Linked DNA regions of Rattus norvegicus: region 2 is linked to region 1. A link is a contact called in public Hi-C data. All regions are on one chromosome and are shown on one strand. Each heading gives the region's core, a stretch centred on a gene start, on an enhancer-like site or on the middle of the called end of the contact. The rest is flanking DNA. Distances are from core to core; before and after follow the strand shown. Region 1 holds the start of Tbx18 (T-box transcription factor 18). Region 2 overlaps LOC108351758 (a long non-coding RNA gene).

What was found. A called contact is a pair of places that touch in the nucleus more often than the background predicts.
Region 2: a contact with region 1 is called in a Hi-C map of the Rat2 cell line, with 4 times the contacts expected there. The contact joins the enhancer-like site here to the promoter of Tbx18 in region 1. A contact is called at or near these places in 3 of 12 Hi-C or Micro-C datasets (the A7r5 cell line, the Rat2 cell line and psoas muscle).

The regions. Positions count from the first base shown.
Region 1 is chr8:97,556,955-97,563,698 of GRCr8, reverse strand. Tbx18 (T-box transcription factor 18) reads left to right here and starts at 3,734. Exons shown (of 8, transcript NM_001108173.1): 1 at 3,734-4,461; 2 at 5,309-5,513. The coding sequence starts at 4,152.
Region 2 is chr8:97,789,011-97,795,460 of GRCr8, reverse strand. It overlaps LOC108351758 (a long non-coding RNA gene), which reads left to right. Exons shown (of 4, transcript XR_010054444.1): 4 at 4,259-6,450. Among named protein-coding and RNA genes, the nearest start is that of Tbx18, 230 kb to the right of the region's middle. Within about 2 kb of position 4,075, at least 8 of the 93 cell types and tissues checked have an H3K27ac peak or open chromatin away from gene starts, as enhancers often do.

The sequences.
Region 1 (6,744 bases), core at 2,485-4,984:
GTGGTAGGAGGGTAAGTGCAGTCTTGCAGTCAGGCCAGCTCCGATTTACCCTTGGAAGCCTTGGTAAACTTATGCGGATTATGACTTGTTTTGCATTAATCCAGATTAGAGGGAGAAGCAAAGAAGCCTTGTACCCAGAATGAAGAAAGGCCAAGATCCAAAAGCAGAGAGCTCTGTAACCTGGTAAATTGTGGGAGGTGTTGATGTTCACGGTCCTGAATTAAGAGCCAGCATCTCCTTCTGATATCCAGTTACAAAGTGCGAAATCATCCTTCTTTCTTGCTCTCCTGGTCTAACAATGCTCACCCCATAGCCTCTCCTGTTTCTGTGTTTCTCACTCAGTTAATTAAACTTAGTTAATATTAAAATACCTTTTGTATTACAAATGTAGAAAAGGATCCAGAGCCCACTCCAAGTGTCCAGTTCAGCTAACTGCTCACTTTCTTGTTTCAGTATCTTGTTTTCTATTGCAAGAAACCAAACAGTGCAAGCAATCAAACACAAAGGCTAGAATATTTTACAGTGATTGTGTGTGTGTGGTGGGGCATGGAATGGCTGATAGTACACAATAAAGTCTGGACAGGTCAGTCTACTCCTTTTAGGAAACCACCAGATGTTTATAAAAATAGGCTAAAAAGCATCATGGAGACAAAGAGAATTTTTCTTTCATTATTTTTCTTTTAAGAAAAATGTTTCTGAACTGCCTCCAGAAAAGCAGAGAGCAGATATCCATTTAAAAAAGTCTACCCTTTCATTCACACCCCCTCCCCAACACACACACACACACACACACACACACACACACACACACACACGCACACACACACACACACACACACACACACACACACACACCCCTTGCCTGTTCTGCGGGACCTGATTCCAGCATACATCACCCCCTCCCCCCAAATCTGGACACTCCAGGATTTTCTGCCTCTCCTTTTGCTCAGTAGGAGGGTAAGTTCTTAAGTGAAGCCTTGCAGCCCAGCCAGCTCTGACTTACCCTTCGAAGCCTTGGTAAATGAAGTCACTCCAACCCCAGAGTGACTTTCATTTAAAATAGTGTTTGGCATGTGCGGGGAGAGGCCCGACTGCAAACTCTTTCAGTTTTAATCCTTCTTTAATGTAGGTCATACAACATGAAACAATATTTTCTCTTCACGAGTTATAGGCACACACTCCTACGTGTTTACATATGCTCAGGTGGACATGCACACACATACCAATACATGTACCGGGAGATCATAGGCACCTATAGACTTGCACTTACAGACCCCAGGATTTGGAGGTTCCCGGGTGGGGCAAGCAGAGCGGCTGTGTATTTTCATCACTCTCTTCATTGGAACACCAGGATTTGGCCTTTTCTTAAGCACACACTTGCTGCCCGGTGGAGACAGGCCTTGGCAAACGAAGGCTTCCCTGAAACCCCTTTCCTTGACTTCTCAGCAGACTGAGGTCTAGTTTCGCTACCTAGCACGGGATGAGGTTCTCTGACAGTTACTAAGGAACACAGGTAGTGCTCTGTGTACACAGTTTGCAGTCCAATGGGGGGAACCAGCTTATCCTTGGTCCTGGAGCCGGAGAGGGATTCAAGCAGTCGGACCAGTACTAAGGGAGCTAGCGCCCTCATTCTGCCTCTGCGCTCTGCGCATACTTGTATACATTGGGACTGCTTTTATTTTTTTCTTGCCAGTTTGTAATATCGCTTTCCAGTTTGTTATATGAACCCAAGTCAAATTTTGTAGCCTGAGGCTCCAGCTGCCAGGGGTAAAGTTGGAAGAAGATGCAGAGGGACCACGGACGGCTTGGGACCCTGTGATCCCCGGACACCCTAGAAGGCCTATTTAAACATCTCAAGCCAGTTTGGACTGCGTGGCATTTAAAGGGACATGATCCTAACTACAAAGTAGGCTTCCGGTCTGGAAATCCCAGAGGTTTCTTGGAACCAGCCGCTCAGCCTCCTCCTGCGGTCCAGCAGGCCAGAAACCTTTTAGTGACTCCACCCCCGGGGCCATAGAATTTATGAATCTCCCAGGCTGCAAGCCGGGCTTGCTTGGAAAACCACTCCATTGCAGGATCCATAAGGGCCCAGGGCTGGGGCCCGGCGCTCTAGTTTAGCGGGCAGGGGACTGAAGACAGCTTCGCACGCGCTTCGGGAGCTTCACGCAGGGCCAGGAGCTGCGTGTGTAAACTCCACAGACATTTGAATCCCACTACACCCTAGACTATCCCTACCAACCCAAACTTTCCAGGCCGCTTCCTCACGCTTTCCGGTTGACTCCCCGCTTTAGGCCAAACTTCACTAACCGGGTTGAACTTACTCTTTAGGACACAACACCATCCTGCACAGTGCTGAGTTTGCGAGATTCTCCGGATAGTTCCAAGTCAGTGACACAGGCTCCCAATCCCCCCGAATAAAACAAGGTCTTCCAATTGAACGCATTTCTCAGTCACTTAAAATTTGCATCCGCAACAAGGATATTACTAAGTCCTTTATGGCCCGGGTCCACATGCGCTTCTAGGCACCCTCGCTTGGTTCCATCTTTTCTCAGCAGTTGAGCCCTGAAGGAATTGCGGGTTTCCTTAATCTACGATTTAAAAACAAACTACTGGCTCCAGGGGTGACACTACTTTCAGAAGCCATTTTCCTGAATGTTGAAGAGAAGCCAGAAAAAAGTTGAGCATTACAGTGTTTACATGAACATCGAATACGGGAGGAAAGGCAAAATGAAACAAAACGAATCGCTCGTGGCATATTTTATACTAAAGGTTCGTGTAGTGAATTTTATTCTACAAGAGATTTTTGTGTTCACATCAAACCCATATCCTGTTAATCCTAAGAAAGTGTTGAGTTTAAACAACAGAACTGCATATACATGTTTGCAGTCGTTCAATTTCAAATTCTGCTTTCTTTCGAGTTTATTTCAAAGAAATACACCGATTCTTAAAGGCCCAATATGAATATGAAGCTATTTTAACATACAGAAAATTCATAAAAAACATACAAAAATTCATAAAGCATGCTTTACTTGGTGAAGTTTTGAAGATAAACCTATATCATTAAAAACAGAATTAAAATCCCACGACTACGTCTTAAAACAATTACTCCGAGGGCGTCTCTAGAAAGGAGACACCTTTCCTGGATAGTTTATATGAAGGATTGAGAGATACTATAATGATTACTTTTAAATTAAAAAAATAAAATATGCTTAAAGTCATCTAACCTAAGAAAAAGCTACGGAGTAAGCTTGAAGCCCGGGGTCACTCTTTACGCACAGTGGGCATCAATAAGCACAGGGATTTTTAAATGAGATGTGACAAATATGTTTGACAAATATGCTGTGAGTTCTTGCCCCCTTCAAATGTACTTTGTAGCCCAGGGATAGGGATGTGGGATCAGAGATTTAGGGGTCCTTGAAAGATCCTCTCTACTGCTAATTGTGGTTCTTTTTTCTCCGTTAAACCAGGAGGCTCAGCCTTTCCTGGTTCTGATGAGAGGCAGGGTCTGAACTGGGTTGGTGGGTGTCTTCAAAAGAGGGTTCAGCTTTCAAGAGGCTGGCACAGACGAGCCAGATGGCGGCGCTTTTCTGTCCGAGATTTTCCGACCTTGTAAGGAAGTGGGCGCGGGCTGAGCGGAGTCCTTCTTCTGATTGGTGAGCTGTCTCGGTGATGGACAGCTCCATAGGACCGGCCCCCGCCGCTTTATTGACACTAATGAGCAAGTTCTTCCCACCGCTCTCCTGCCTGGAAGTGCTGACAGATCAAGGCAACAAATTTCAATTACAATCCCTAATTTGTGTCCGCAGAGTGTTTTTTTTCCCCCGTGTTAGTCCTCTCGGGCGCATCAGTCGAGGCAGATCTTGGAGCAGCAAGAGGAGGTGGAGGGTTTGGGAGTCAAAAAGTGCACCACTGAGCTCGAAGGAGAGACAGAGGGAAGGAAACTTGGCGGCCGCGTTCCTGCTTCCTCGGATCCCAACGCCGGAGAGAAAGAGGAAACGGCAAATTTGTTTTTGCCCGCGGCTAGGAAGGGAACAGATCTCGGGAGGCTTCGGGAGCTGCGGAGCGTTTGGTGGGGCCAGGAGGGCGAACGCGTGCGTGCGCCCCAGCCGCGGGTATATGAGAGAGGGGCGGGCGGGCTCGGGGCGGCGGGGATGGCGGAGAAGCGGAGGGGCTCACCGTGCAGCATGCTAAGCCTCAAGGCGCATGCCTTCTCGGTGGAGGCACTGATCGGCGCCGAAAAGCAGCAACAGCTTCAAAAGAAGCGGAGAAAGCTGGCCACGGAAGAGGCGGCCGGGGCGGTGGACGACGCAGGCTGCAGCCGTGGCGGAGGCGCGAGAGAACACCGCTGCACCGAGGCCGACGAAGACCCGGCTCCCCCGCCGCCCGCAGCCGGGTCGGCGTCCGGGCCGGCGCGGAGCTGCACGGACGCCGAACGGAGCTGTGCTTCCCGCGGACCCGCGGGTGAGTCGACCCCTTCCCGCCCCAGCGGCTTCCCGGTGCGTCCCCGCCCGGATCCCGCGAACCTGAGCTTCGCCCGGTCCTCCCCGGCCTCAGCCGCCGAGCCCCGGAGGTCAGACACTGACCCGTCGGCCCAGCGCACCGTCAATCCGCGGCTCTCAGCCGGGCCCGGCGGGCTGCCGACGTCCTTGTCCCTGCGCCCCGGAGGGTTCGAGCCCAGGGGTGCTGCTGCTTTTCGCTTCTCTTAAGTTTTAGGAGCCCCCGTGGTTCGTGCGGGAGGGCGCGGGCTAAAGCGCGGAAACCGCATCAGATGCCCCGAAGCTGGGTGCGCCAACCCGGGAGGCGGCAGCGAGCTCGCCCACACTCTTTGCCCTCCGGAATGCGGAGCGCTGCTCCGCCCGAGCCCAGGCGCCCGGGGGCTGGCTTTTCTCACTCTGTATCCGTTGTGCGGCGAGGCCTGGAGAGCCAGCAGCTGGGAGGATTGGTGGGAGCGGGATTTGGGGAACTTTCCAGAAGGTGCCTCGCTTCAGGCCCGGAGGCCAGACGGCCGCCTGGGGCGAAGGGAGGAATAGGTGACCGGAGCAGATCGGGGCAGAGGCAGCGGCGGGATCTGAGCCCCGAAATAGTGCGCTCGGGACCGGTCCCAGATTCCGTAGCGTTTGCTGCGCAGGGAGTCCGCGGACCTGGCTCTGCGACATGCGGACTTGGTGGGACCCTAGAGGCCTCAAGGCAGCTCTGATCGCCCGGCGCTGCTGGACTGCAGGCAGCTGTCCTCGGGCCTGGCCCTGAGTTGATTCTCCAGGCCGCTCTCGCCCTCACTGCTTCCCTGTCTCTGCCCTCTGCTGTCCAGGCAGCTGTGAGGACGGTTTCTTGCAGGGCGCTTCCCCGCTGGCGTCCCCGGGAGGTTCCCCGAAAGGGTCTCCGGTACCTGGCCTGGCACGGCCGGGGACCCCGCTGCCCGCGCCACAGGCCCCAAGAGTGGATCTGCAAGGAGCAGAACTCTGGAAACGCTTTCACGAAATAGGCACCGAGATGATCATCACCAAAGCCGGCAGGTAAGTTTGAGTCTCCAGGTCTCCTGGGACTCTGGCCTCACCCTACCCTTCGCCTGGCCGCAGCCGTGACCCACCCCACAAAGCCCCAGACAGTAGCTCCCTGTCTAAATCTTCATTGCTTTCTTTCCAGACAGTGCTGTCGATGAAGGGCGCATTCCGGCCCGGTCTTGTTAAAGTCAGAGAGATCTTTTGTCAAGATGGGTGCTACAGCCTTAGCGAGCCAGGATCCATGCTCTGAGTGAGGGAGTGAGACCTAGTTACTTGTGTACCTCAGTCTATGCATTTACTTAGGCTCTAGTTATCAGTTCTGAACTAGGTAATAGATGACCCCTCCCGCTTTAGTTATATTTTAAATATATATTTTTTAGCACACTCTGATTTTTTTTTATAAAATTTCTAACTTCTAGATTAGGAAGCACCATGAGCCCAAGGGTGTATTGTGCTATTCTGATGTTAGGCTACCGTGAAAGGTCACCATGGTCGTGTTTAATCATGTATTGCGATAAGAATCATTACTCTGAGTTTTAAAACTGTAGACAACACACACACACACACACACACACACACACACACACACACACACACACACACACGAAATCAGCCCCACTACCTTAATTTGCAGAATACAAAAACGTTTGGAAAGAAGTTAATTTTTCTAGACTGTGTAATTTGTGTATGGGTCATTAGTCAAATAAATGGATTTGTTGGCCTCATCAAATTAATTTGGGGTCGGCATAAGAAACTTGCACTTTCAAGTTTTCAACTCATTTACTGTAATGAAATCTAAGAATAATACGATCCCTTTAAAGGTTCTTTAAAAAGCACACACAACTCTTTCAGGGAGTACACATGGTAAAAACCTGGGTAGCATAAAAGCATCCAAACTTATTAGAAATTACAAAAACATATTTTATTGAATCCATATGCTACCTTCTGCATTCTCAGGGAAGTTTTTATTAATGATCCAAATGCGTTCTTCAGCAGCACAAAGCAACAGTTGTCTTATAAAGGATGTAGTTAAAGACCTTGCCTCTTTATCTTACAGGTGCACTGAAAGAACACTAAAACAGCCAGCATATTAAACTGCTCTCCTGTTTAGTTAATACTTAGGGACTTTCTTTTCACTGGCAGTGGCCTTTAATAGCGCTGTTGTAGAAAAAAAATCGGTAAATAAATTTGTGTTATAAGGCTAAATGAACAGAAATGAGATTAGTTGGAGGGTCCTAGACAT
Region 2 (6,450 bases), core at 2,826-5,325, 230 kb before region 1:
AGGGAAGGATGATCTTGATTTAGAAATGATATGGAGGCTTTTTTGAGTCACGTATTTCTTAAAAACGATAGATAGTGCAGTGCCTCTGGCAAAACAGTGTGGAATTTGGTGTTTGTGGTTTCACAGACGGTTTGTGAAATCATGCAAGTGATAGGATATTTCTGCTCAGCAGAGAAAGCATGTCTAAAGATTTGGTCCCAAATCTCCGTAGCCAGTGGACATGGTCTTCTAGCCACCAGCTAATCTTTTTTATGTGAGCGAGGTGGCAGCTGAGCAATTGCAGAGTCTTTCTGTGCTTTCTTTGTTGTGAACAGCCAGTGAGGAGACAGGGCCACGGCAGTGGGGTGACCTTGGCAACAGGCAAGTGCGGGCTATCTCTCGCTGTCATTTGGTAGGTGTGTGTCTGAGTTTATGAGTTCTATGCCTTTGGGATTCTTCTCTGGAAGAGACAGACTTTACCTTGACACGAAACCGGAACCAAGCCTTCCCTTGCCCCAAGCAGTGTCTACTGACACCAGCCATTAATGAAACAGTGTAGGTCTCTTGGGATGCCTTGGTTGCCTGTACAGAAGCAGGAGGAGTGACTCGGACAGAAATAAGTTTTTGATCACTTGTCACATCTCTTCCTGCATAAAGAAGAATGCATTTTGTCCATTGAGTCTTCACTAATCATTCTCTCTCCTCTCCTCTCCTCTCCTCTCCTCTCCTCTCCTCTCCTCTCCTCTCCTCTCCTCTCCTCTCCTCTCCTCTCCTCTCCCCTCCCTTCCCCTCCCCTCCCCTCCCCTCCCCTCCCTCCTCCTCCTCCTCCTCCTCCTCCTCTTCCTCCTCCTCCTCCTCCTTCTCCTCCTCTATCTCTCTCTCTCTCTCTCTCTCTCTCTCTCTCTCTCTCTTTAAAGCTAGGAAATAGTTTTTCTTTTCCTGGAAGTGCCCAAGTATTTTGGATTACCATTTTTCCCCACTAGGTGGGAGTACAGAGCACCTAGCAATGGTGATCTCTAGCAGGGGGCTGCTAGTTAAAGCTCCTATCTAAGCAAGTGTGTCTCTTTCCCTCGAGAAAGGACCATTGTGGGAGCTGTGTGTTTGTGGGCTGTGTCAGCAGCAGAATGGCTTCCTCCTAAGTGGGATGACTCCTGGCCAGGTTTGTTTTGTAATGGGGGAGGAGGGGTTAAGGCACCCCCTCCTCTGGCCTCCCGGAAGGGAGGGAGTGCTTTTCTCTAGTGGAGAAAGTATATCCCTTCTCTTAGTGGAGTCAGGAGTCAAAGGGGCCTTGCCACATTTGTCAAGCAAAACGAGACGTTAAGGAAATGCCAGTTACAGTTGGTCCCAGCTTGTGTCTCTGCTCCACTGGCGGCCAGTTCTAGCACACTTCTAAAGAGTAGTTTGCACGTTTGAATGTCAGCAGATCCTCACCACAAGGCAAGTTTTTGAAACCCAAGTGTTACTAAGCACCTAATTTATCCCTCACAGCTGTGGTTCTAGGCTCTGTTCTGTGTCTGAAGCCTTCTCCACTTCCCCCCAACCCAGCTTCCCACAGTGTGCTGAGCAGATGGAGTTGTAGGGGTCTCAGCTGTGTTGACTGTTCTGATTTCAACACCCACTTTGTCTTCAAACCCCTATATTCAATGTCTAGGACCCCTGCCTAGTGACTCAGTGATGGTACAGCAGTGTCTCCAAGGAAAGCCCCAAGCTGCCCTCAGTTTCCCTCCTGGAACCCACCTCCCTCCTCACTCTGTTACCTACCCCACCATCCAGAAACCATCTCTTCCCATCCGGATACAGTCATTCTTCCTTGACCCCTGAATTCTCCTCCTCTAGTTTGTTTTGCTTCTCCCTTCTGTCTTTCCTCAGAGACGTACAGAGAACCTCACCTGTGTCATGCCCACAGCCTCTCCTGCAGTCTCTAGTATGCCTCTTCTGCTGCCAGATTCAGCCCTTTCCCAGTTTTGTCCTGGCTGCCAAGCTCCAACTCTACTCTAAGGGACACTTTAATATCCTCACAGCACTTGAGAGTGCCACAGCCACCCGAACACTAGATAGGGAATATCTAATATCAATCTGCCTCCTCAGCACATACAAAATTTCTTTGTATATGTTAGATTTTAACATCGTATTTGTTACTGACTCAGAAACTTTTGTGGTGTCTGCTCCTTTGCCCTCCCCCAGGGCTGTAATCTTAGCAACCGCTCCCATCCATGTCTCCTTCATTTCCTTTTATAACACGGAGCTATGCTTCACTAGAAAGACACTTTCTTTGAAATAGGAAGGATTGGGTAGGCACTTCTTGTGAGCCCCGAGTCACGTTTGCAGTCTTGTCCCAGTGTGACTCAAGAACTCTGTGTCCAGAGCCAATGGACCTTTGAAGCTATACAGACAGCCCCATCTCCCTTAATTCAATAGAACCCCAAATCCCTGAAGTAACTTGTCTCAACTAAGACTAACCCCAGTGCATCTCCTGAGGCACTGGTTCAGTGAGAAGCCCCATGAGAAGCAAGATCTCAGACCACTAGGCAACTGCTATTGCTATACCAGGCTACATCTCTTCTACCTCCTGTACTCCCGGAGTGAAGCTAGGAGCTAATGCTGAAGCAGAAAGCGGGGAACAGAGCCCAGAAATACCAAGTCTGTATCAATGTCCTTTCCATAAGGAAGTACATTGGGCTTCCTTTGGCAGAATGTTACATACCTCACCCACACAGGCTGGGTAGACATGGTTTCATCTTTAGCATCCCCGCCACACATCTCCAAGTGAACCTGGCTGGCCTAACTCAACTTGTGCATCCCATTCTCTAGGCTACGTATTGCCAGATAGTCTGTGACATGGACACTGTATGGAAATCAGGACTTTTGCTGGGACTGCTAAACACTGGCCAATGAACCTGGGCACTCATGGTGGAAAACTGATCAAACACCATGACAGAAAGGGAGGGCAGAAAAGCAAAAGGATCTTCATTTGGATCCTGGATAAAACCTGGTTTGAAACCAACCTTATCTTTGAATGTTTTATGCATATATAAAATCCACTATACACACCTATAACCTCAGCACTTGGTTGTCCTCAGCACAGAGACAGGAGGATTGGGAATACCAAGAGTTTCATTTGGTACACAGTAACTCCAAGGCTGTTGGAGTCTCCAGGTGATTTTTAAGAATTCCACTGCATCTAACTCCTATGTACATGTGGCCTGAGCAAGATGTCTGTCTCTGTTGCTTTCGTATATTACAGTTCTGGGACAGTTTCTCCCTACTACAGAAGCTAATTCATCTGGACTTGCATAAAACTAAAATATTAGCATAATTATGCTTTCAACTCGGAGGGATAAAACAGTATAGAGTATAGAATAATCTTTTAATTACCTAATCTCCAAGACTTCAACCTTTAAAAACTGATGAAGAGAATGGGGAAGATAACACTTAAATATTAATCTTAAAAGTATAATAATTTATACTTTACTCTTAATTTTTAATGATATATTCTGCTAATGTCATATGAATATGTATTTGTCATTTTCATATAGCTGTAATTTACTAGTTACACTTAGAGGGGTTCTCTGTTACCTAGGACTTTTGACAAATACTGTAAGTTTGCATTAGTCTTCATTGTCTTAATGTATATGCAAGGTCAAAATAATTTTTATTCAATTAGATATTTTTTTGAAGCAAGTTGCAGAAAAACTCAATTGGTCATAAAGATGGTTAACATTTCATGTCTGTAGAAGTTGAGGCTGAGGATTGATTGATGTAGCTCAAGGTTGTCATTGAGGATCCAGGGTTTTCCATTTCCCCAACTTGCACTTCTTGGTGCTGATTTCCTTCTCAGGCATATCATAAGAAGAATACCGCACCTCCAAGAACCATGTCTAACTCTGTGCTCAGAGTTAGAGGCTAATTGGCTTCTGTGTACGTCTTCTTGGAGAGAGGTGTCTATCTTTCCCAAAGCTCCCAAGGAAAAATTTCCACTCATCTTAGAAGCCAGAATTGAGTCCTGTGAGCATTTTCAAGCCAGTCTCTGACCTGGAGTATGAGTCAGGAGAGTGGGTGGAATAGCTGTGGTCATCACAGGCCATGATGTCCCCGTGGACTGATTCACTGGCATAAATGACATTTCTGGAAGCAGCTCGATTTCGGCAACTCAGAACTGCTGGGTGAAGAGATGAGGATTTTTATTGTTCCCTTACTGTGTCGGTAACATATTCTTTAATTTGGTAAAACCGCATCATCAGCAGCCCTCATGACTAATGCTATGACTTATCTCTTTCAGATGTCCTTAGTGTTGGGTTTCACTGAGAAGTCTTCAGCTGTGAGGGTGACTGAAGAGTTCCCCAGAGATTTGCATTTGCTCCTTCAGAGGGTAGCACTCCCTGGCACCACAGGCCAGCAGAATGCTGAAGTTTCAAACCTCCGAGTGAACTTGGCATCGCTCACCTCAGTCTCAGATACAGCAGAGATGGGAGTGGGGACCATCTCAACCGAAAGTGAATGCAAATTACCCCGAGACTTAACTGCTCCAGATGGAACCCACAGGAGGCCCTTAGCATGGACCGGTCCCAGAGGCTGCTGGCCAAATGCAAGGAATCCCAGCGCTTGAGCACAGTCCTTGGAGAGCACTTGAGCACAAATTATTTTTATGACCACAAGTAATGATTGAGTTAGAGGCATTAGAACATTTAAAGTGATATTCACATGTAAAAATCTCCAACCATGTATCTCTAAAGAAAATAAGGTTGGAGTAAAGCAAACCACATTTTGTTTATCACAAAAATTTTAACAGCAGACTTATCAGCCAATTGTTGGAGAAGTGAAATAGTCTTTAGTGGTAATTTTTGTCCTGACCATTGACTTTCTCTCAATAGTAGAGCAGGCTTCAAAGTGTTAGTGTGTTATTTACTATAGAGTGGTCAAGGGTGCTCTGAGGAGGTCTAAGGATGCCCTGGAGTCTACACAATGTATGCCTGTCACTGTTCCTGAGGCAGAGCTCACGGCATTCATGATACCATCAGGAGCGCCCAGGCATCTCTTACTTCTCTCAAAATGTTTTCATCATGACTCTCTTCTGCCTTTGTCGTACTTGCTGGTTCACCTTCTTTCTCTAACTGTTCATTGAATTTTGGCTTGGACTACCCTTCCTAAGGATACACTTCTGCTGATTTAAATGCTATTTCTCCTGCTTCATGCAAGGAGAATAAGGGACCAGGATACTTCAGTTGATGCTATAAGATATTGAACTACATTGAAAAAATAGTTCATTTATTCTTTGGCTTACAAAACACTTCAGGATTTTTGTATCGAATTGAAGTTTCATTCATTTTCATTCCCCAAAACAGTAAACAAGGGGTTACTGTGAAGTTTCTTTTTTCTTTCATTCTTCCTTCTCCTCCTCCTCTCCCTCCTCCTTTCCTTTTCCCCCTCTTCCTCTTCCTCTTCCTCTTCTGCTTCTTCTTCCTCCTCCTCCTCCAAAGGCTGATGATTGAACTTGGAGGCTTCCACTTTTATATCCTGGGGAAACATTCTACTGCCAAGCCATGTTCCTAGCTGTGGAGTTTGGTTGCCTTTGTGAAGTACAGTGAGTGGAATTAAAGGAGCTTCCAGTGTCGAAAAGAAACGACTTCCATCCTGTGTGTGTCTCGCCAATACAGTTACATCTCTAATTTTAGGAAGACTGAGATAATTCTACATATGCGTTTTCTCTAGGTCCATAGATGCTCAGTATTCACAAGGATGCTCTTCTTGAATTCAGGGATGGTGGGATTTCAGGTGCTTGTCTTACTTTTAGAACTACCTGATAACATTTTTATATATTCCAGTGGGAGATACCAAGGTACACAAACAATATGGCACAAGTGTAGATCTGGTGTATTAGAAACACACAAGATATGTGGAAAATAGGATGATATGGAATATGAGGAAACAGAGTGGTGATAAGGACAGATCTACTGGCTACATCGCAGTGAGTAAGCATTGACTAAGTGTGTCAGCTAAGTGCAGTGTGATGGAGACTTCCCCTCACTTATGAAGATGAGATCATCTAAGGAACAGGGATGATATATTCAGTTGTCAGAAAGACAATGCTAGATTTCTATCAGAAGATGCTGGGCCAGAGAGATGGCTCAGAGGTTAGAAGTGCTGCCTGTTTTCCCAGAGGTCCTGGGTTCAATTGCCAGCAACCAATCACTTGGTGGCTCACGACCATCTGTAATAAAATCTGGTGTTGAGGCATATGTGTAAGCAGAACACTATATACATAGTAAATAAAGTTTTTTTTGTTTCATTTTGTTTTTTGTTTTTGTTTGTTTTTTTTTTTGAAAAGAAAAGAAAGAAGATGCCATCTGTGTGGAATAGAGCCAGAAAAAAAAATCCATTAAATACAGACTGAGTGCTTGACAACATCCTCGGAATGTGCAGACAAGCCCACAGCTATGAAGTTATGAAGAGTCTTGCTTTCTTTACCTTCTG